2 separate regions of the Oryzias latipes genome follow, and region 2 is linked to region 1. A link is a contact called in public Hi-C data. All regions are on one chromosome and are shown on one strand. The core of a region is the stretch at or near the end of the contact, and the rest is flanking DNA. Distances in the headings are between cores, read along the strand shown. Region 1 holds the start of LOC101173792 (AP2-associated protein kinase 1). Region 2 holds the start of adgra2 (adhesion G protein-coupled receptor A2).

Region 1 (6,575 bases), core at 2,426-4,925:
CTGTAATCTCAAAAACAAGTCACAAAGCACAGATATGTTTGATCTACTAAAATATTTCAAAGGAAAATAAGGATTTCATGTTGCTGAAATACATCAGCAAAGATGTGAAACAAGTGTGTTACTTTGCAAAGCAGAGGTAAACCTAAAAAGAAAGGGCTTTGATCAAATTGTATTCTTTGAAACTGCAAGGTTAACTTCACCACATATTGCATTTATATACTCAGGCAAACACTCGCACGCAGGTTTTATTCAAGCTCGGACAATCTTAAAGTTATTGTATTCAAAACTTACTACACACCTTTGTATACTGCCCACCTGTGGACAATTTATAGGGCATCCAGCATGAGGAAGCTACAGGTTGCCTATAATGATGCCCTAAGGATTTTATTAAAACAGCCTCGGTGGTGCAGCCCAAGCAGTTTGTTTGTTGGTGCTAGAGTTAATACTCTCCAAGCGTTATTAAGACATTTTATTTATGGTTTTATTTGTCGTCTTAATGCTTCAAATAATGATATCATTTTAACTCTCACCAATGTAAAGCACAGCACTTTTAGATACCAATCCCCTATTCGGAGGTTTTGGTACGATCATCTTTTTAAACTTTTAAGTTTTCATTTATTTGTTTAAGTCAGCAGTTTTAGTCTTTTTATTAAGTTCATGATACCTGGTTTTTTATTGTTCTTATACTCTTATCTCGTTGTTTTTGTATTCCTATGTAATTGATTTTTATACTTCTATGACATTGTTTTTTATCTAATACCTTTTATGTCATTTTCTTATACTTGTTTGAATGTTCTATTTTTATCATTAAGTCTTTTATATGTTTTGTGTATTTTTGTGGCAAATGGACCTTGAGTCTGTAATAAAGCTTATTATTATTATTATAGAGAAACAGAATTCTTTTAAAAAAAATATATCCGCATGACTGAAACTTTAAAAACGCATTGAAACTCCCAAGTTTGGACCACCTTAATGGAAATCTTCACACCTCTGGCTAATAGATGCAACAATTAGAGTGTGGGCCTGTCTATTGTCAAAGCCCCAAAAAGTACATGGTGTTTACTTATTATGTTTGTGGTGACAGGCTTTCCCTCACGGGGAGAGGAAATCCAAATGTGTAGTGCTTCTGCTTCATGAGTAAAAATGGGCACTCCAGCTCTCACATGTGGGTACATTCTGTCTTGAATACTCCAAAATTTTAATAATCATAGCCTCTGAAACAGCACTGCAAGCCAAAAAAAGCCAGCACACAGGAGGGAGTCTGACAGCACCTCTTCTAGATGTGCTGTTAGATTTGCTTTTTAAAAATAAACTACTAGATATCAAGAACAAATCTGGCTGTTTTATGAGTATCTGATATATACAAGATTTTTCAGCACGACTACTTTGATCTGCTTTCATCAAATGAAGTATCTATAAAAGTTGTCTTTGATCAACCACATGGAAGATGGAAATGCTGTATTGCATAATGCTTTTATAGGCTTTTTTTATCAAATACAAGGTTAAGATACTGTTCAGCTTTTTTATTGTTAATGTCAGAGATGCTGGTTTTTACTCATGTTGCCTTTCCAGGGTTCAAGTACAGCTAAGAGTCAGATGAGAAGTCTGGTTGCGTCAGCTGGACGATAAACAATATAAAAAATTATTTGTGATATTAGAATAAGGACAATCAAAATACAATAAAAGATCATTTAAAGCTCAAAAAGGCTGTCTGGATGAAAACAGACTATAAAATAAGCTTAGGCTGTAAGCAAAAGACAAAGGTTACTATGATTTTTGCAAAGTAGTTTAAAAATGGAATTTTAAAGGTGCAACAAAATATTCCAAAAATCCTGAACAAATTACTTTTTTTACATTTTTCATCAATATTATTGATAAAATATTTTTTCCTCAAAACATTTGTGGTAGCACGAGTTGATTTTAATTTTACAGTTTCTTTTTGTTGTCTGTTTTAATTTGTAAAGCGCCCTGAGCTGCATGGCATGAAGAGCGCTTTTTTTAGTTAATTAAATAAATAAGCTTGATGCCAAAACTATATGTCTCTTTTTTACAGTGGCAGGTCTATCTTTTATGATGAGGTAATACCACCTGCTGTTATGATGCGTATACAAAAACAGCATACCATGTCAGATGATCATACCTACACTGAACCATAAGAATTGTTTGGTTCTCAAGAGATCACACCACAACGGGGAAAAACATGTTTTCATTTTAGCATTCGAATTGGTTAACATGTGTGACATTGTAGAATATGAGAGCGGAAACAACGTCTCATTTCAATGACATTTGTCACCAGCGCACAAACAACTATGCTGCAAAAATGACTCAATGGGTCCATTTTTATGCTAAATCATCACCACATGTTTAAAATGTGGCCACATTGATTCCAGGGAATTAGCTGTGGTGAAAAGAATGTCCTACATTATGTAAGCAAACACCAACTGACATAAACACTGTACATTAGAAAGGATCTAACTATAACTTAAATGAGAAAGGTCTTTTCTTCTGGGTAACTTTACCAAAATGTATACAAATTTACTTTAATTGAAATTGGTAGGTATCTAGGGACTATAAATTATTGTCAGTTCTGAGATGAATTGACCACGAAGGTTTTAGCCAATTTTGCACAAAACAGAATCAAATATTCATTTTAATAATAAAGAAATACAAATGTTTAAATAATTTTAAATATTTAAAATCCCATCACAACACTCTAGAGAGCTTTTGAAAATTTGTCAGTTGGCAGGTATAAGAGGACAGAGGCCTGACTACATTTTTTGTGATAACACAGTGACCCCTACAGGAAAATCTTACGTGATTGTTAATATTTACTGTATGTATATTGTACCTATGCTAAGCAATGTCAAGCAATATCCCTGTTGCAGGATCAATTAAAGTTCTATCTATATACGTATTAGAATGGTGGTATCCCGATTATGTATATAGATATTAGGGATGCCACATATTAGGGCTGCTACAATTCTCAGTTTAAACCGAACTGTATGTTACACCATTGCCCTAAATTGGGAGGAAAGCGAATCATTGCATTCCTACTGCATACCAGTATGTTTGCATTGAATGTATCAAACAATTGTGCTAAATGTAAGAAAGATTTATTATTTATTGTTTCATTACATTACACCAGGCTTAGTATGAGCTAGCAGAAAGGTTTTCTTCATTGTTACTTGCTTAATGCCATTTAAAAAATAGGATTTTTTTTCCTGAATTTTTAGTTTTTTTGTTATTTTTTTGTAATAGACAAAGCATATCTCGATCAAAACAAAAATGACCCAAAATATTCAGTTTGAACCAAATCATGGGGAAAGAGGGCCCTGAAACAATCCAGTACATAGCTGCAGGGTTTAAGATGCTGGAATAATGTACGAGAACATGTGCGGAGAATATGGACTGGAAACCCTAAAAAAAAGAGTCTAAATAACAATCAGTTGCTTGTTGCTGATTCTCTACTGACATCTAGCTGCTGCTGCCACAAAAAGGAGCACGTTCCTCCCACATAAAGCTTGTGAGTTTCTTCAGGGCTGACAGAAAAGGAGTTGAAGGTGGCAGCAAATAGTAAGAGCCATCCAATACTGCATTATTTTTTTTTTTACAACACTTTATTTTTTTAAGTGGACAACATGTATTTTTTCACATTTGGATCCACAGAAAATCCAGTACCCACAAGGTGTCTCCTAGATGTGAGACAGCACCACCAATTCCAGGAAAAGTGAAGGGATCTGGGCGGGCTACCGGAAGTTACTTCTGATTTGACCAATCACGTGATCAGAAGTCCAGCATGACGAGAGACCCGAACACAAGAGCTGGAACGAAGGGGTTTGGACTCTTCTCACTAGCCTCTCCTCTGTAGCTAGCCCCGACTGTCATTAAATTAAGCGAAAGTTGACCGGGCATTTTTTTACAGCTTCTTTTTCAATTTTAGTAAGCGAAGAATGATTATTTTGATAAAGAGCCAAATGAATTTATGAACACTTTAACTTAAGTGGAGATGTGTGACTACCTACAGTGGAGACAGAGGACCTCCCTGGTTTGCCAGTCTGGCAACTGACAGCTGTCATATAGGTGTTAGCTTACTAGCTAGGTGAGCTAACAGCTTTGCAGCTTAGCAAACTTTAGTAAGTGTTAGAATCGGTTAGATAAATTAAAACGACATTTTTATCTTTATTTGATTCCGCATTTTTTTCCTAGATCATGTCAGATGAGTGTTGGCAACCAGTATTTCTAATATTTTAAGGTAACGCTATTTTGGCTAGCATTGTTAGGCTAGCTCGTTGTTTTCATTGAGTGAGGTGAAGCTCTCCTGGAGCTCGTGCAAATGTATTTGGGGGATTAGGAGTTCACTGCTGCTATCTTTAGGTGTTTGTTTGTTTTTTCCTACTCAAAAAAAAAAAAAAAAACTGCAAACTAGGCTGTACTCTGGATACAATCTGCGGAAATGAAAAAATTTTTTGATTCTCGTCGGGAGCTTGCGAGTTCCGGGCCTGGTTCGGGAGCCGGTGGTGGAAGCGCTTGTTGTTCCGGCGGCGGCGGCAGCTTCATAGGAAGAATGTTCAGCATTGGACGATACCAAGTAACAGTGGAGGAAATAATCGCCGAAGGTGAACTTTAACATTTGTCACTCCATTATTGCTCTACTACAATAATAATTAAAAAAACAAGTTTCACACGCTTGTAACTGACATTATTTTCATGGCTTAACCCCATTCTTTTGTTCACACTTTGCAAGCCAAGTAACATTATTCTTTGCGACATGTTTTTTGTTTTTAGATTACGGCACCTTGTTGCCGCAAAAGGTTTTATTTGTCTCCCAACCTCATTCGATGCTAATGTTTTTTTCATATTATTCTTTCTCTGTTATGAGTTAAATATCAGAACAAGGCGAGGTTTTACATCGATTAAAACCTGTTGGACAAACTTCCAAACAGCATTTAGTGATTATTACAAAGACTTCACCCGAGGGCTGGGAGGAGGGACGCGCTGTGTGTGAATTCATTTTCCACTGTACTGTGGGAGACAGAAGCCATGATGATTCATGCCTTCCTGTGTTTGCAGAAGGAGTGTTCGATGTTTCAAATGCTGATCAAAGACAATTTAATGAAAGGACATAAGAAATTACTTTTTGGTTTTACAGACACTCACATTTATGTATAGGAAAAGTTAAATACACAATGTTAATCACACATTTTATCAGGACCTAGATCTTGTTTTTATAGTCCAGGTTATTAAATTAAAATAAAAGATGGACTGAAACTATATTCGTTCCAAACTCGATCCAAAAACTGTTGTAGTCTGAGAAATGTCAGACTTTTCTCATGTTCATTTCTCTTTTCAATGAGTATTGCTAGCCTCTACAACTTAGAGGGTTGGTTACTGAATAATAAATGAAAGGCTGACTTATTTATCAGTGCTGTCCCATAGACCGCCTTTGTCTGTTTGGCCACATTTTAGGTTCAGTGGCTCACTCCAATACTCAACAGGTAAATATTTTGAGATGAATTCCATTTGCATGACATTCCACCTTTTCCCGCCTGATGGCGATTCAAATCTAGTGCCTTTGCCAGGGTTTAAAAGTATATATTGCAAGTACACTGACAATAGTAGTCAATATTTATTTTTTTATTGTTCAAGATTCAGGGACACACTTTTTCTTTATTGTTAGTAGAATGTTTGTATGTACCAAAATAGTAACTGAGCCATTTGTGGGCATTAAATATTTGAAATAAAAGAAAATGTAATTTTCTTGAGGTTTTGAGGACATACAAGTAGTTGTATTCTAAAGCAAGGTTTTGGGCTGTAAACGTAAACTTTAGATACACATAACACTGTAGCTCTGAAATAAAATGCAAAGAACTCTAAAGACTGACATTTCTGCTTTCACTTTACCCTTCAACGTGATACTTAAAGTAATTTTCTGTTTGCATATACACTTCATCTAAAACAGTTTGATTCTTACAGTAATTAACGTGAGAAGGCAGTGGCTATTTGTAGATGTCTAAAAGGGGACTAAGATTGTAGACCTTTGCTAACTGTTGCTTAAGAAGGCTGCTAATCCTAATTTCTCACATGCATCTCAGATTAGACTCCACCAGACAGCAGTGGCTCAGGTGTCTCCACTCCAATGGTCTACACAACTTTGGATTGACACACACTGTCAATTCTTCAAATACTTTCATCTCAATTTTAAATATCAAATCTGATATTTAATTGCATAATCATTTTCGTGCATGGAAATAAATAGACATTTGAATTACATTTAAAAAGAAATGTAGTGATCTATAGTAATTCACTTGAATTTACATGGGACAAAATGTTAAGAACGCCCAAGAAAACTCTAAAATGTAAAGAGTTTGATTTAATCAAGAAGGGATGGAAGTGTCTTTGGCTCAGTGATGCCAGCTGAATGAGTCGGTGTGCTGTGTGGCCTTAACTCAAGCTGTTAGGAGAAAAACAGAGCATGATAGCAGCAGTTAAAACCCTCTTCCAGTGCCCACAGTGAAAGCTGCAGTAAGCTGTGGAAAGTTTATTATTTTATCTGCAAGGTGGTGATGAGAAAAACT
Region 2 (6,575 bases), core at 2,693-5,192, 140 kb before region 1:
GCTCTTTAGGTCTCATTATTGTGTTGGAAAACTTGTTCTGACCGTAAATATCATTTTTTCCTTGACATGACATGCACTAGGATTTAATATTTATATCTAGATTACATTTGCAAGACAATGATCAACCTACAAATAAAATGTTTTCCTTTCTGATTGTTTTACAGAGCAAAAGTGTTAAAGTCTTTCATTCACTTTAAATGCCATTAAATACATTGGTATGCTTTTTTTATTTATTAATGAAATTAACAAAAGTATTAAAATTATAAAAAGGAAATCAATTTTTGGATAAAAAAGCCCATAATAAAGTATCAACATTCTTGTTCATTTTTCCAAAACCTTTAATTAAAAGAATCTGTGTAGTTCACACTTTTTACCAGGAGGTGGCGACCTTTTAACATGAACATTTGTAAGAAGAGGGCATTTGCTGGAAATTCAGCCCTATTTTTTTCACTAATTACATGTCAGAAGTGAGTTATAAAAAGATTTGGAGGCTAAAGGGGAAAGAAAGTGTATGTTTCAGAAATATGATTGAGAAACTTTCTTTTTACAATCTTACAACTGCCAAGTAGTAACAAGTGAGGCTGTCCAGACTGGGGATAAAAAATAGTCCACCTAAAATTAATTGTTGTAGGAAAGGAGAATTTTTCAAAAAATGTTTTCTTTTGCTACGTTGTGAAGTCCAAAAGAATACCAATTAAGTCCAGGAATATTTTTTAGTATCTATAGTGCATATAAATAGGATATTGAAGATCTTACACAAAAGCAATTTTCATAACAAATTTGATGCATGCAGAGTCTCTCAAGCTCTCTATGCATTTTATGAAATCGCATTTTAACTAATTTAAGCACCCAGAAAGAGACAAACGAAAAGAAGTCATTTGTGGTCAGATAAGTTCACATTTCAGTATAGTATTGAAAAAAACATTACACTCCAAAAAAAGGTTCAAACCTATAATTTAGGAAATAATTCACACTTTAAGCTACCTGAAATGTCACTGTAAAACTCCCATGTTGTAAAAATATTTAAGAATCTGTAAAAAAAATAGAGCATTTAAAAAATAATCCAGTAAAATATTTATAAAAAGTGAGGCAGTTAATTGAGTGTAAGCTTTCGGCTCATTACATTACAACTAAACAGATATCCTCAGTATCCCTTGTGCTATCCTAGGCACTTTAACGTTGGGAGTTGGGTCATCTAGACCCACTAGACAGTGCTCTGAACCTTTTTTCTTCAATGATTTGTGATCTTCACTGGTGTCCATGGATTACATGAAATCTTTCCACCTTTATCCACCTTTGTCATGGTAGGGAGAACACGTCAATGTAAGGGTGGGGTCATCTAAGATAGCACAAGGGTTAAACCAAAGAACATTTATCATTTGCATTGGATTAGTTCACTGAGGTTGCAGACATTTGCTCATTAATGCCTCTTTCTTTAACGACCTTGAGGTCTGGACTTTAAAATCCTGGCTATTTATTTTTAGTTTGTTCTGCTTTCTAATGGTGTCCTGTTGACGGATGCTACTCTAAGCAGTTGTCATCTGTCAAACAGATGGTAATGATCAATGAATGAACAATTATTTTGATTGTGGTAAATTGACTTGGTACCCAGAGTAATTTCATTTACTTTTATTCATGGAAAATTTTGTATTACAGCTTTTGTAAAGGCAACCACGTTTGAATTTTTTTTTTTTTAATTAACATTATGTTCTGCAGTTGAATTGTCCTTCCATTAAGGGATGCTTGAGTCCCCCCCAACCCCACCCAGGGCATCTCTGTCTTGAATGAAATTGTAAAGTATCACCAAACAAAAGAAAAACTTCCATTTTCTTATTCGTTTGTTTTTTCTAAGAAAAAAACACATTTTCTGGAACATTTATGACTCATACTTATTGTTCTGTAAAAGTAGCCTCACACTTCATGGTGGAAAAGCTTTTTCCCAGTTAGTGCCAATTAATACTATTTGTACTTTAATAGTTTAGAATTTCCTCTCTGTCACTGGTTTTTGAACTCACAGGAGCCAATAGTTGTCACTGATTTCACCACTAGGTGTCATGAGCTCCACAGCAAAACCCGAGGACTTCCAAGCCTAAAGATTGCTTTAGTTTACTGTAACTCAGACAAACTTGATGTTTGCTTTTATATCAGCCCTAACCTGAAATGCTTTCTCAATTTTCTACATAAACTTTTATTCAGGTTTAATCCTTTTCCTTAGTTTTTCTTTGGAAGTCAATGTAAACTTTCTTTTATCAAAGAGGAACCACAACATACCGTCTCGTGTTATCTCATTTTTGGTTTAATATACCTAAATCATTGTAAAAGGCAGGAAATCTGTACTTTTCTGCCTGGATACGTGTGTGCTCTCTTTCGTCTTTCCTCATGTTTTTCTCCCTTTCCGTTCCTCACCTGGAATGGGGTCCAGATGTGGGACAGGGAAAGGAGAGACTGCTTGCTAAGCTATAAGATGTGAGGGGGCTGAGGAGAGAAACTGTTGGAACGACATAAAAGTTTGTCTGGATGCCATTATGTACAATTTGATGTAATGTGCAGTTGGGACGTGACATCTAAAATGGAAACTGTGCTCACCAGATGAGAGAGATTTTGGCCTTGTGGGGTTGGAGGGGGTGTTGTACTTGAAGCCTTATTTAACAGCTTGGATAAACAGCCCTCTGTTTCATTGCTGAGCAGGCGCCCATAGACGTGCTTGTGCTTTCTTTCAATGGTCATGCAGGGTCTCCGAGACCGCTCTGGTGTACAGTATCAAATACAGGAATAACAAACCGGGGGGCTGCTGTGAGGGTCACAGCACAGTGAGCTATTATATTGCCAGGCTGCTTGCATGACTGAAGGGCCTGCAGTTTTGGGTTTGTCAGTGAATACGTGTCAAAGCCAATTGCACAAATTCCCATTTCAAAAGCTTCAATACTTCAACATCTCATGTGCTGAAATATTCTCCAGATATGGAATCAAAGTCTCCTTTCTCTTGTGCTCACACAGATTATATCAACATTTATGTGGTTTCTTACTATATTTTGGGGAACTTTCTATATAGGCAGGATGAAAGTGTACCAGTGACCCAGAGGAAGCATACTTATCGGGGGGGCAATTTACAATATTTTTTTTTTCTAAGAAAAGATTTAAGTGCTGGAATATTATTTCTCTCTCTGAGCAGGTCGCAGCATTTGATTGTGCAAGCACATTTAGAAGATCTGTGCGGCCACATTTCATCCATGTATAAACACATGGTATGCAAAGAAAAACACTCGATTGACTTTGATTTGTTAATGTTTACTTTGTTTGACTCGTTAAAAACTGGCTTGCTGTCCAGTCAAAGTGAAGTGTAACACTGAGCCTCAAGGAGCACCAATAAATCACAACTCTTATCATAGTTATCACCCACAATATGCCAGCTCCTTCAGCGATCAAACTCCTCTGTACAAACAAAAGTCTTTCTGCAATAACAATATAGAATTTACTAAACTTAGGCTATCCATAAAAGTGTTTGCTTCCTCTCTTTCCCGCTGATTGAATGAAGTTCTTTGATCTGCTGAGCAACACAATACACAAGGGGGTTTCAGCATTCATTCATAAGTTAAGTTAATTCTCCCTGTCCAGACGCTCATTGAAATCCTCCAGTCGGACCTTTCAGAACAAACGGCCATGCCAACATTTGGATTTTGTTTTTACCAAACGATTTCAATATTTTTGAAGCATTTGCTTGTATTTTTTTAAACCTTTTTTTTTATAGTTTGCATTCGTCACTACAATAAAAAAAAGCAAGTCACCGTTACTTTATGCTAAGATCACATTTTAGAAAAAAAAAAATTAAAAAGAGAATAATAAGTGATCCATCAGGTGGATTTATTCCTGGTCACGTGTGAAAGTTTGATCCGGCTGCGCTAGGACCGCGGGGAGCAGAGCGCAGGCGCAGACCTTTCTGGGCGCACTTGGGGTCGTGAGTGAGTTTGAGCGTGACAGAGACAAGCGGGGCAAAACCGCTTGATTTTTGAGAACTCCTCCACACAGGAGCCGCTGAAGATCCAGTCACTTCTAGCACTTTTTTTGCTGACATAGAAATTGAAGCTTTACTTCTGTGGTGGACCCGGCGGATCTGAGAAAAAGACTAAAAGAAAAGTTTGTGGGAACAGCGAAACAACTGAGGGTAAAGAAAGAAAGAAAATCACGTTTTCCTTTGTTATTAATATTATTTATCTCTTTATCCGAACGGTTCTGTAAATATTATGAGTGGAACTTCAGTCTTATTACTCCAGATGGACTTTTAGCAGCAATGGACACTCCCCAAAGACTCCAAAGAAATATAAATCTATTCTTATAATTATTAAGGACTTGTTTTTCCTTCAGAAACTGCACGGCTGTTGTAGTTTTTATGAACTTTGAATGAGCATTCAATACTTAAAGTTTTTCCATTTTGTTCCAAAGAGCGCCGTGCGCTCCAGCCGCCGTGACATAACGGAGCCTCTGGAAATTACGCGGAGCTGACTTTTTTTCTTCTTTTTTTCTGGCATGATTGGCGCTCTCTGTTGAGCAGACAACTTCCAACGTTTATAGTCCTCCATAAGCCCGTGATACCAGCTCTCCTTACTCCCTCTGAGAGTGTCGGGGTGGAGATATGGGATGACTGGAGGCGGCGGTGCAGCTGAGGTGAGACCCAGGCGAGGGACAATGGTTGCGCCCGGCGTTGGCATCCTGCTGTTGCCGGGGCGTCTGGTACTGATGCTGCTCCTGCTGTCTGCCTCCGAGCCCAGCCAAATCTGCAACAGCGGCTGCAGCTGCAAGGATGAAAAAATCAAGCCGCACAGCGTCCAGAATGAGGGCAAAAAGGTCAACTGCAGCAAGGAGGAGCTGCTTGAACTTCCGGCTGCTAGTTTGTTTCCCAGCAACACTGTCAGTCTGTAAGTTGTCATGTTTTTCAATAACATTTCATTACTATTAAACTTGGAGAATTTGTTAAGGTAAATAACTGAGAGTGAATTTTTAATCCTGTGTGTGAAATACAGGATTAAAAATTCACTCTCAGTAAGCTGCAGAAAGTTTGATCCCTCTGAAATACCAGATGCCCTCAGCCAGATGTTCTGAGTTTTAACTGTTCTGACGACTTGTTGCAGTAATATACCTTGTTAGGTCAGAAGTTGACATCTTGAACTACTCTAGCTAGTGCAAAGCTGAACTCTGCAAAGTATTAGTAATACGGGATCCTCACCAAGACCTGCTTCCTTGACACAACCCTGTCACCTCAAATCTAAGTCTGTACTCCCACGTTCCTGAATGAGCTGGAATTATTATGTACGCGTTTTTTAAAATTTTGATTCTGACTCACAATTTTAATACAGCAACGCCCTTATGTTAGCGAGTTTGACACTTTTTAATACTTTTAAGGGACCTATGTGTGATGTTTGGATGAAGCAAACTTCATAAGGCTTTGTCATGGGCTGAAAACAACAACATTCATGGCAGATGCTGGTCCATATGTGGAGGTGTTTGTTCAGTTTGACGCTGATCTCTCTCACAGTATGTTAGTTTTTTCTGAAAGACAGAGAGAAATTTGAGCTGGACTCGGGCACAGTGGAAAAAACCCCACTGAAAAACCATGTTTAAGTGTCTTATTGCGACTGGCACATGAGCTAAAGGAGAAGGGATTTATACCCCAGGAGAGCTGAAACCAGCCAGCCAGCAGGCCATTTATAGGTCCCTGTTAATAAAAGCAGGATAAACATCTGGGGAGCACATTTGCTGAAAAATGGAGGGAAAAATGGCTTGGGTGGCAGTGGTTTAGGTGATTGAAGATAATCTTCTATTCCTGCACATACTAATTTTGGTTGAGTTGTTTTTGTGCAGATGTTTGGCATTCTGTACAACCTTTACAAGGCGCAGACAATTCCAATCGCCGCTTTCCTTACCTACACCAATAACTTTGGGCTTTGGAAAGTTTATTTTCATGATGCTTCGTCGAGTTCTTCGTGCGCCGGTTCCCAGCCTTGCTCATGACATTAGCTCCAGATGTGGAATGTGGGAAGTTGTGTTGATATTTGTGTTATTCCTGACATTCTTCAGGCCACTCAGAGCCTGCAGACAGTGTTCTAGGTGCAGCGGCAGGAGCCTTCCCCATGCCTGGACTGAGAGGCTGGCCTAGCCGCCTCTTCCTCTGGAGGAATGTTCTTCTTCATGCTGAGCAGGCGAAGGCTGGAGGACATCAGGTCCGAAGCTTCTGGGGCCGGCTGCTCCTTGTAATGCACAACAGCTGGCCCCTATGAACATTCCAGCTGAGGCCTCTTAGCCTCATGGGAAATCCCAATGGAGATTTGTTTATTAAAATTATTAGTTGGTTGTTTGTTGCTTCTGCCAGCCATAAAGCAGCACCTTGTCCTCCCATTACTATCACCTCTTCCTTTGGCTATACTAGCTGTGCTATGAATAAGCACTTGTTAAACTCCTGACTACTTTACTAGTACATTTTTCCTTAAGTTCCAGATCTTTGCCCCACTTTCCCCTTTTTTTATGTCCAGCTCCCCTTTTCTCTCCCCTATCATGAGTTCATCCACACGCAGTAACTCTCA

What was found. A called contact is a pair of places that touch in the nucleus more often than the background predicts.
Region 2: a contact with region 1 is called in a Hi-C map of embryo, with 1.8 times the contacts expected there. The contact joins the promoter of adgra2 here to the promoter of LOC101173792 in region 1. A contact is called at or near these places in 2 of 5 Hi-C or Micro-C datasets (embryo and fibroblasts).

The regions. Positions count from the first base shown.
Region 1 is chr9:17,138,934-17,145,508 of ASM223467v1, reverse strand. LOC101173792 (AP2-associated protein kinase 1) reads left to right here and starts at 3,675. Exons shown (of 20, transcript XM_023958561.1): 1 at 3,675-3,834; 2 at 4,427-4,616. The coding sequence starts at 4,454.
Region 2 is chr9:17,279,533-17,286,107 of ASM223467v1, reverse strand. It overlaps adgra2 (adhesion G protein-coupled receptor A2), which reads left to right and starts at 3,942. Exons shown (of 20, transcript XM_011479347.3): 1 at 3,942-4,162; 2 at 4,550-4,913. The coding sequence starts at 4,636. It overlaps pdlim2 (PDZ and LIM domain protein 2), which reads left to right. Exons shown (of 10, transcript XM_004072489.2): 10 at 1-4.